Regions from separate parts of the Callithrix jacchus genome. Here region 1 is linked to region 2. Evidence: chromatin contacts called from public Hi-C data. All regions are on one chromosome and are shown on one strand. The core of a region is the stretch at or near the end of the contact, and the rest is flanking DNA. Distances in the headings are between cores, read along the strand shown. Region 1 overlaps PTPRG (protein tyrosine phosphatase receptor type G). Region 2 holds the start of PTPRG (protein tyrosine phosphatase receptor type G).

Region 1 (4,643 bases), core at 397-2,896, 650 kb before region 2:
GTAAGGAGGGCGGGGGAGAGGGAGAGGCAGTGAGGAGGACCTTCTGGTTTGGGTGCAGGAACCAGGTGAGAAGTAGGTGGGCACGCTGGCAGAGACAGGCCAGGGGACCGCGGCTCAGTTCTGACCGGCTGGCATCTTCCAAAGCCCACCCACATGCCCTGCAGCCCACCAGGAGCCAGACTCCCGTATTTCCTACCCAAGGGCCCCAAACCCAAGGCAGCCCTGGGGAACAGGATGGCTTTTCTGCCAGAGAAGCACAGCCCAGCTTTGAGGACCTGGCTGGCAGAGAAGAGTAGGTTGGTTTTGACAGGGAGGCCACCTTCGGCTCTTCAACTGCATTCAGTTGGTGAGGTTCGCTTTGTACGACACAGACAGGAAGGAAGGGATAAATTAAAGAGGCATTCCCACGGCCCCGCAGAACCCCTGGTAGGCATCATGCTGCTGGCCACGCAGATACCACCAGAGCGGGGATCTCAAACCAAGAATCTGAAGTGAGGCTTCCAGAGACACCAGGGTGGAATGACAGAGTGCGGGCACTAGGTGGCGCCAACCTACTGTTTTTAAATACCCCGGCTTCTAAGTGGCTTCATAGTTTCTCAAGACAGAACATGGAGGAGGCGGGGAGGAAATAGCTACCCGCCCTCCCCCCAGCTTTCCAAATACTAATAACAAACCGAGGAGATGTACATATTGGGAAGCTTCTATATCTCATCATGATGACCATGTCAGATTTCCTAACTTCTCCATCTTTTCTCACCTCCCACCATGTTCTTATTTATCTTCCTTATTCTGAAACCATTCATTCCCCTGCTCCAAATAGCAATGAATGCTGTATGGGGAAGCATCCCTCTCTAGCAGTTACATCATGCCCCCATAAATAATTCTGTCACCCACATACAGATGCAACCATTCTTCTTTTTTTCAAAATTAAAATAGCTGGGTTTTACTGTGTGCATTAAGATGATGCATGTTAATATTTTTAAAAAAGGAACCCAAGTAATACAAAAAAGTAAATTTAAAAAAAGTTAAAAGAAAAAAAAAAAACCAACAAATTTCAGTGCCCAGAGATAACAACCATGAACATTCCGGGGTTCCAACATGCAGTTATTTCTTTATACACATGTGAAAATTCATATACACAATTTGACGGAATAGGATGTGGATGGCACTACAATGTTCTGTTTTGTTTTGAGGTGGGCTCTCACTGTCACCCAGGCTGGAGTACAGTGGCTGGATCACAGCTCACTGCAGCTTCAATCTCCTGAGCTCAAGGGATCCCCTCACCTCAGCCCCCTAAGTAGCTAGGACTACAGGTGTATACCACCACGCTTGGCTCATTTTTAAAAATAGAGACAGGGTCTCACTATGCTACCCATGCTGGTCTTGAACGTCTGGGCTCAAGTGATCCTCCCTCTTCAGATGTGAGCCACCATGCCTGGCCCCAGAATTTGTTGTTGTGTGTTACTCTACACTCATAGATGTATTTCCTCATCAATAAGTAGAGCTTGGTGTCATCATTCTGAATTACCAGTGTATTAAAAAATACTGAGTCAAGCTCTCAAAGAAGGTAGATCTGGCCACACACCTGCCAGGAAGGGAATTTTGTAACTTAAGGGCCTCCAAAGATGCAGGCTTGTCCCTGATTACACACCAGAAGAGGAGCATGAGGCCAGGACTGCATGCTGAGGAGCTTCAGGAAGAGCAGTTTGATCAGAAATGTCTCTTCTGCATTCTACCCACCATCCTGGGTAATGGCTTTTTCTAGGTATACTAAGCCAGATTTGGAGGATGCATTTGCAGAGTACTAGGAGGGCCTAGAATACAGGTTGGCAAACTTTTTTCTGTAAAGGGCCGGATAGTAAATATTGTCAGTTTTGCAGGCCACGTGGTCTCTCGTAGCCACTACTGATTCTGCCTTTGAAGCACAAAGCAGCACAGGTAACATGTAAACATGAATGAGTGTGGCTGTTCCCCAACAAAGTTTGATGGACACAAGTTCAATTTCATAGGATTTTCATGTGTTGAAAATATGCTTTTGCTTTGTTTCCCAACTGTTTAAAAATATAGAAACCACTCTTAGCTCATGGCTACACAAAAGGTGGTGGGGGGTAAGTTTCGGCCCATGGATCAGTGCTGATCCCATACTGAGACGTTAAAGAGAGGCCAAGCCCTTGTTTGAAACAAAATTATCAACTGCATTGTACTCTTGGCACTGAACTCTGCCCCTCAGCGCAGGCTGACAGGCCTGCCTGCTCCTGCTTAGATTCTTCCCAGCACATAATCGTCCATGGAGCTGTATTACTGACTTCATTGACGATCTGTAATTATCTCTCTCCCCCACTAGATGGAAGCTCCACAAGGCTGGTGCCTTTTCTGTCTTGGCTGGTTCATTACCCTCGCGTCTAAGACAGTGCCTGGCACGTAGTGGGCTCTCAACCAATATTTGCTGAATGAACAGAAAGTTGGTTGTACACAGAAAAAATTCCTTAGTCTTTCTGCTGGTCCACAGGTCCTGTGTAACATGATCCGCTTCCACATCGTCAACCTCGAGGCATGCCATCTTCTTCCTCACGGACTCATCTCTGGCCAGCCCCCACCCCAGCCCCCTTACAGATCCGGCTTCAAGGCTGGACGAGGTGGCTCATGCCTGTAATCCTAACATTTTGGGAGGCCATGGTGGGTGGATTGCCTCAGGCCAGGAGTTTGAGAGCAACCGGGGTAACATGTCAAAATCCCAGCTCTACAAAAAATGCAAAAATTAGCCGGGTGTGGTGGCAGACACCTGTAGTCCCAGCTACTCAGGAGGCTGAGGTGGGAGGATCACTTTAAATGATCCTCCCAGGAAGTGGAGGTTACAGTGAGCTTCGATCATGCCACTGTGCTCCAGCCTGGGTGACTGAGTAAGAACTTACCTCAAAAAAAAAAAAAAAAAACAGAAAAGAAAAGAAAAAAAATCCAGCTTCAACACCCTGCTTCCCCTCAGGCCAAAGGGCCACCGTGTTCTCCTGCACTCTCACTGCTTCCCGCCTCACAGTGCCCATCACACTGTGTCCTCACCAGCTGCCTGCCTCTGCATCCCTCTGACTGAGCTGCAAGGATCTCCTGGGTAGGGACCAAGCTCCTTATCACTGGTAGGCCTGGCAGGGGCTCGCATTTCTCTGATGGAATGGGGGATGCTATTTTGAGTGTCTTCCACTGAAGGGGAGTCCATGTACAAAATCAGTGCCACACAATTCATTCCTGGGGTCACTGCCAGGAACCTGAAATTTGTTGAGACTCTTGTCTCTGGCCTTTACCTCATGCCTTTTGCTAATAAGAAAAGCGGTCGGTCTACAGAGGGAGCAAAAATCCCAGATGCCTGGCGGCTAGGGGAAAGATAGTACCAGACACCCGTCAAAGAACTCACGCAAGCGAGCAGGCAGACACCACTGTGCCTGGCGCTGCCAAAGTTCTGCTTGCTCTTTAAGTGATGGAAACCCTTCTTTCAAACAACACCTCCCTAAAAAGTCCAAATAGGAAACAGGCAAAAGCAGCAAAATAGAACTTTCTAGATCAGTCTGGAAGAGCTGGTATAATAGAAAATGTGGGCTTTGGAGCCAGACCCGTACAAACCCTGTGTGCTCATCTGTAAAATGGGTGACTAGGGTCCAGCGATTACCTTCCTGACAAGGTTGGGGTGAGGATTACTAGGGAATGCTGTGGATAAACCCAAAGTTGTGGGCCGCAGGCCCAGTGGCACATAAGTGGACACACTACATGGCCCACACGTTTAAAAACGATGTATTTTATATATAAATCTGGGTTTTAAAATTAGGCCTGCATCCACGCATGGCAGTGGTAAGCTAGAGCAGGAGAGCAATCATTTTCTTCAGACGGGAGTGTGTACTCAAGGTTTTTTTTTTTTTTTTTTTTGCCATAGCCCCCACCAGTCCCCATTGCCCCTGCACAGCCCACTTCCCTGGCAGCTCTCTGACACCCAAGGCCAGGTGAGTTTTCTACTGTTCTAAAATGAACACCAGGAGCACTCTTGAGTGCACACCATAGGCGCCCAATACTTGTAATTTTCTATCTCTTCTCAATGGTCCTTGCAAACTGCACATAACAAAGGGAGTCTGACAGACTTCTTGATACATCCTTTTGCACAAAAGTGAAGGCTTTTAACCATGTGGGAGGTGCCACACCCTGATCTCTAAACAAATATCCCCTGTGAGGTGCTCCTGACATCATCCTGCCCCTTCTCAGGGGCCTGATTATATTCCCACTGGCGTCCGATTGCCTCTTACCGACATCTAGGTGCTGCTTCTCGCCAGTGCTGAGAATTTCTGCCTTCACTCTGAACCACCTTTAATTATGATCCCAGACTTCGTTAAATAGTGAAGAGGCTTGTAGCAGAGCACCCAAGGTCCTCCGATTCCAAATCAATGTCAGGGATATTTTCTCAGTGGTTCCGCAAGTAAATAGTAGGTTCCCTTCCCCCACCCCATCCTCTTCATTTGAGGCTTTAGAGAAACTAATGTGGTATGCTCTGTCTGAAAGTCAGTGGAATTTCCAAGTGCCTTAAGCTATCTGGAGTTCAAGGCTCCTCCGGGGGACTTCTCCTAGCACCTGCCCCCTCAGAGTTTCACACCCGAGGCAACTGGCCA
Region 2 (4,329 bases), core at 779-3,278:
GCAGAAAAACCGGGAATTCTCTGTCCTTAGGGGAGCAAGGGATGAAAAGCGAATCGCCCCCTTTCTTCCAGCCCTTCCCCGGGCTAAAGCAGGACTTGGCCTCCACCCCCAGGGAGGGAACAGGACAGCTACGAGGGAGCTCCGGGCTGCAGCCCGGGGGACCTGCAAGAGAGGAGAGGGAGGCAGCTGGCCTCTGCCCTCCCCAGGGGAGAGAGGAGGGGCGCCTGCCAGCTGAGGGCTGGAAGTGGAGGGTCGCCGAGCCGTACGGCGGTGATTTATTCTAGTTTTCAATGGCCAATATTGTTTCCGTCTTAACCTGGCCAGAAAGGAGAGGATCTGGGTCTGCCAGTCGCGAACAGCCTGCAAAAGGGCAAAGATGAAGGTAGGCAGGGAGCGCGAGACAGGAAAAAATCCGCCCCGGCGCGAACAGCGACCCGGCCGCCGACCCGGCCGCCCCCCGCGCGCCAGCGCCCGGACCCGGGCAATCCATTCGAGCAGAGCAGCGGAGGGAAGGGACCAAGGGCCGGGGCTGGGGATGACACGGGATCTCTCCCAAACCGCCTGCGTCCTGCCCTCTCACTGTGCCCAAAGAGGATGCCTCAAGCCGGCACAGAAGGGCTGCCCGCGCCCCAGCCCCAATCGCCCCAATAGAGAGGGAAGGCACCCCGGCCTCAGAACGCAGGCTGCTCCCCACATCCTCAGTCCTCCGCAGGCAGCCTCCGACTTCCATTCCCAGAAACCTAACCCTCCCAAAGGGCTGCAGAACAGCACCCACCCCCCTCAAGCTCCTTCAATACCCGCCGGAGCGAGGGGGGTCACCTGGGCCCCCCAAACCCACAGAAGCATCCTTTCCATGGCCTCAGTCTCGCTAACCGCCCCACAACTCGAGTCCTCCCGATCGGCGGCGAATCAGCAAAGCAAGTCCCCCTTTCTCCCGATTCCAGTTCCCCAGGCCCCCCAAACCGAAGCGGAAGCAGACCCCCGCGTCCTTCAGTCCCTCCCTGGCCGGCCCCTGCCTCCACCTTCCTCGACCACCAGCCTCCCCAAACATCGCCCAAGCCCGCGGAGCACATCCTCCCCTCCTCCCCATGCACCGGGCCCCCCTCCACCCTCTCCAGGGTCTCCTGGACGGGCGCCGGAGCTCCGCGCCCAGTCGACAACTCCGCATCCCCAAAGCGCGCCGGCCGGGGCCGCGTCCCCTCGGCGGCCGGCACTCACCGGGGAAGCACACGACATAATGGAGCACGGAACTGGTGATTTTCAGGAACAAAATCCACCAACACGGTTCCAGTAACCTCCGCATGTCCGAAAACGCACATCGAAAAGAGGAAACCAGGGGGGTAAACTTGTTGAATAAGTTCTTGCCTCCGTGAGAGCCTCCGCTAAGCCGGGGCGCTTCCCCGACTCGCCAGCTCCACCGGCGCCCCGCGCTAGGCGGCCCGAGTCCCCTTGGAATCCGGGAAGCCGCCGAGCGCCCCCCGGAAAATCTCAAAAAGTGACCGGGAACGCTGAGCCACGCTGGGGACGATCCTCTCGGCGGAGAAGGGCCGCTTTCCGTTCAAAAAGGAGCGAGCCGAGCGGGCAGGGCGCGGAGTCGGCGGCCGGCGGCGATGCCCCGGGCCCGGGGCAGGCAGGGACCGCGGGCGGCGGCGGCGGTGAGCAGCCGAGGATCCCCAACTTGAGTCGGCAGCACAGCACAGCCCGAGAGCCGGCGGGCGGCGGCGGGGCTGAGCGCGGCGCGGCGCGGCGTCTCCGGGCTTCAGGCAGGCAGCTCTTTCCAGGGCCCCGGGAAGGAAGGAGGCATGTTTGCGAGAGGGGAAGGGGAGGGGAGAGGCGGGGGGAGCGGAGAGCCCCCCAAAATAGAAACGGCCGGAGGAAACGGAGGAAAACACAAAGGATCTCAGAGGGGCGCTGGGGCGAGGGCGCCTTCAGTCCATGCTCCTGAAAGTTGTGGCTCCGGCGCAGGCTGGGGAGGAACGAGGAGCGCGGGGCTGGAAACTGGCCATGCCTCCATACAGGAAGTAACATGTGAGCATGGATCCTGGCAGAGACTTTAAAGCCGGCGAGCGAACGAGCGAGCAAGTAGGGGGCGCGCGGTGGCGGCGGGGGCGCGCAGCCCGGGCCAGCTGGCGGCGGGCGCGCGCGCTCCGCGGTCTTAAAGCAGCCGCACTCGGCTCCCGCCTTCCACCGGTTCCTCCGCTCCGCTCTCTACGCGTGGAACCAGGGGCTCTACTGGGACAGTTTGGGGGCTGGGGGCGACTGTAGCCTGTGCTCGGAGAGAGAAGGGAGGCTGTCTTCTGGGGCCGGCGTATCTTTTGCCGGATTCCCGTTATTCGAGCTCTTAAAGACACTGCACGGTGCTCGATTTGGCGAAATCCCCCGTCCGCGTAGCTCGCGGATCCCGGACTTGAGGGGCCCCTGGCCCGGGCGCGGGGAAAGCGGGAGGGCGGCCAGCTGCCTTTTTAAAGCGATGGGGTTGGCTGTTCGGCTTCACCGCCCTGGCAGTGCTGCGGTGGCGCTCACCGTCCGCGGCCCCTGTTCGCGCCCCCAACCCCGCGCATTCCCCCGCCAGGAAACAAAGCCGAGCGGCCTTTGCACTCCTGCTACGTTGAGATTTAATTTTTTTTTTTCTTTTCGGGCTTTCATTGGCCCAGTCCACAGCTGGGGAAAGGGGGGAAGGGGAGAAATATTGATCCTAGGCTTGCGAAATCCAGCCCTTCCGAGCCCCACATCTCCTTTCCCGCCGCCACGATGGATCGGCGTCGGAGTTTCCCCAACTCGCAGCTTCTCTGGAGAAGGTTCCCGCACCCCGGCTCGGCGGCGGGGAGGACTCAGGAAGTGCGCCTCTTACCCCCTGCAGGGTGAAAGCAGCGCCGCGGGGCAGGACTGATTTCCTGGCAGCTACCCGGGGAGCGGCTGCTTCTTTACCAGTCGGGGAGAGGCGTCCGAGGGAAATGGGAGGATTGGGCTTATCTGTAATGAGTTTTGTCCCTTGGCTCTCGGTAAGAAGATCGTTATCGCTTAGACTTCTAAGCGCTCTATTTTCCTTTCTTACGCTGGAGCTAAAAGTGGGGGAGGTGGGCTTTTGATTAAATGTGTAACTGAGCCAAGGTAATTAGCCGTTTGAAATGTTTTGCCTAATTTTTCTGCGTGTATTTAAAAGCGATATTGACGTGTTTTTTGTTTTTGAGTCGGAGTCTTGCTCTATCGCCCAGGCTGGAGTGCAGTGGCGCGATCTCGGCTCACTGCAACCTCTGCCTCCCGGGTTCAGGCGATTCTCCTGCCTCAGTCTCCCCAGTAGCTGGGATTACAGGAGCCCGCCACCACGCCCGCTGATTTTTTTTTTTTTTTTTTTAAATAAGTAGAGACGGAGGTTTCTCCATATTGGCCAGGCTGGTCTCGAACTCCTGACCTTGTAATCCGCCCGCCTTGACCTCCCAAAATGCTGGGATTACAGGCATGGGCCACCGTGCCCGGCTCTTGACGTGTTTTAAACGTGTCCCTGCTGTTTCTTCCCAACACGGCAGGGTCCTCCACCCACCCAAACATCACAACTGGATGCTAGGTTTTCAAATAATATACAGATGGTCGGAGATCCTCCCGCAAGATGTGATTAGGGAAGCAGTTTCACACCCACACCTCCAAAAGAAAAACCTTTGAAAAGTTACGTTTGGGATTACAAACTAATAAAAGCCAGGAAGTTCCTGGGAAGGGCCCAAGGTCTATCTTTAGCAGAACGGGGTTTAACACCCTCCCCCACGGTGGGGAATGAGGAGAGTTTGTTTGCTTTGGAATTTGGTCCTTCCTGGTTTTGTTGGACTCCCGACTTCTTTATAAAAGATTGCGAGGGCCATTTTTCTTGGAAGTGTTTTTTTATTGAGGGATATTCGCTCCTCAGGGGGAGACAGGTTAGAATTCAGCATGCCTGACTACCATCTTAATGTCGCGTGATAAAATGAGAAAAACTCATGGAACGCTTATGTCAATATCCTCAGGTGAGTTTCCTCCTCTGTGAAATGGACAGTAAAAGCTGTCCTTTGTGGAATCTGTCTACCAGGCACTGTGCTGAATTCGTGCTACAAACCGTTTGCTCATTCAGCAAATGTATTGAGCACCTACTGTTTGAGGGACACACTGGGAACAAAAAGGGCAAGCTGTCAGTCATTATGGGAGCATACCTTCCTAAATCCATGCTCTGCTCTCTCATGGAGCCTTTACAATACTGCCAGCTGTGAGAATTATTTACTCCATTTAAAAGACAAGGAAACATGCTCACAAGAGTACAATGATGGATCCTCAGCTAGTGGGCAGCAGAGCTGAGATTCTGAA

The links. Hi-C and Micro-C count contacts between places; a contact is called where the count stands out from the background.
Region 1: a Hi-C map of skeletal muscle shows a contact between it and region 2, with 6 times the contacts expected there. The contact joins the enhancer-like site here to the promoter of PTPRG in region 2. A contact is called at or near these places in 3 of 3 Hi-C or Micro-C datasets (induced pluripotent stem cells and skeletal muscle).

The regions. Positions count from the first base shown.
Region 1 is chr15:43,972,099-43,976,741 of calJac240_pri, reverse strand. The region is part of intron 8 of PTPRG (protein tyrosine phosphatase receptor type G); the gene reads right to left. Among named protein-coding and RNA genes, the nearest start is that of CEP15, 140 kb to the left of the region's middle. Within about 2 kb of position 1,646, at least 3 of the 16 cell types and tissues checked have an H3K27ac peak or open chromatin away from gene starts, as enhancers often do. A contact at or near this core is called in skeletal muscle, where this site is marked.
Region 2 is chr15:43,318,498-43,322,826 of calJac240_pri, reverse strand. PTPRG (protein tyrosine phosphatase receptor type G) reads right to left here and starts at 2,028. Exons shown (of 29, transcript XM_035274423.3): 1 at 1,219-2,028. The coding sequence starts at 1,303.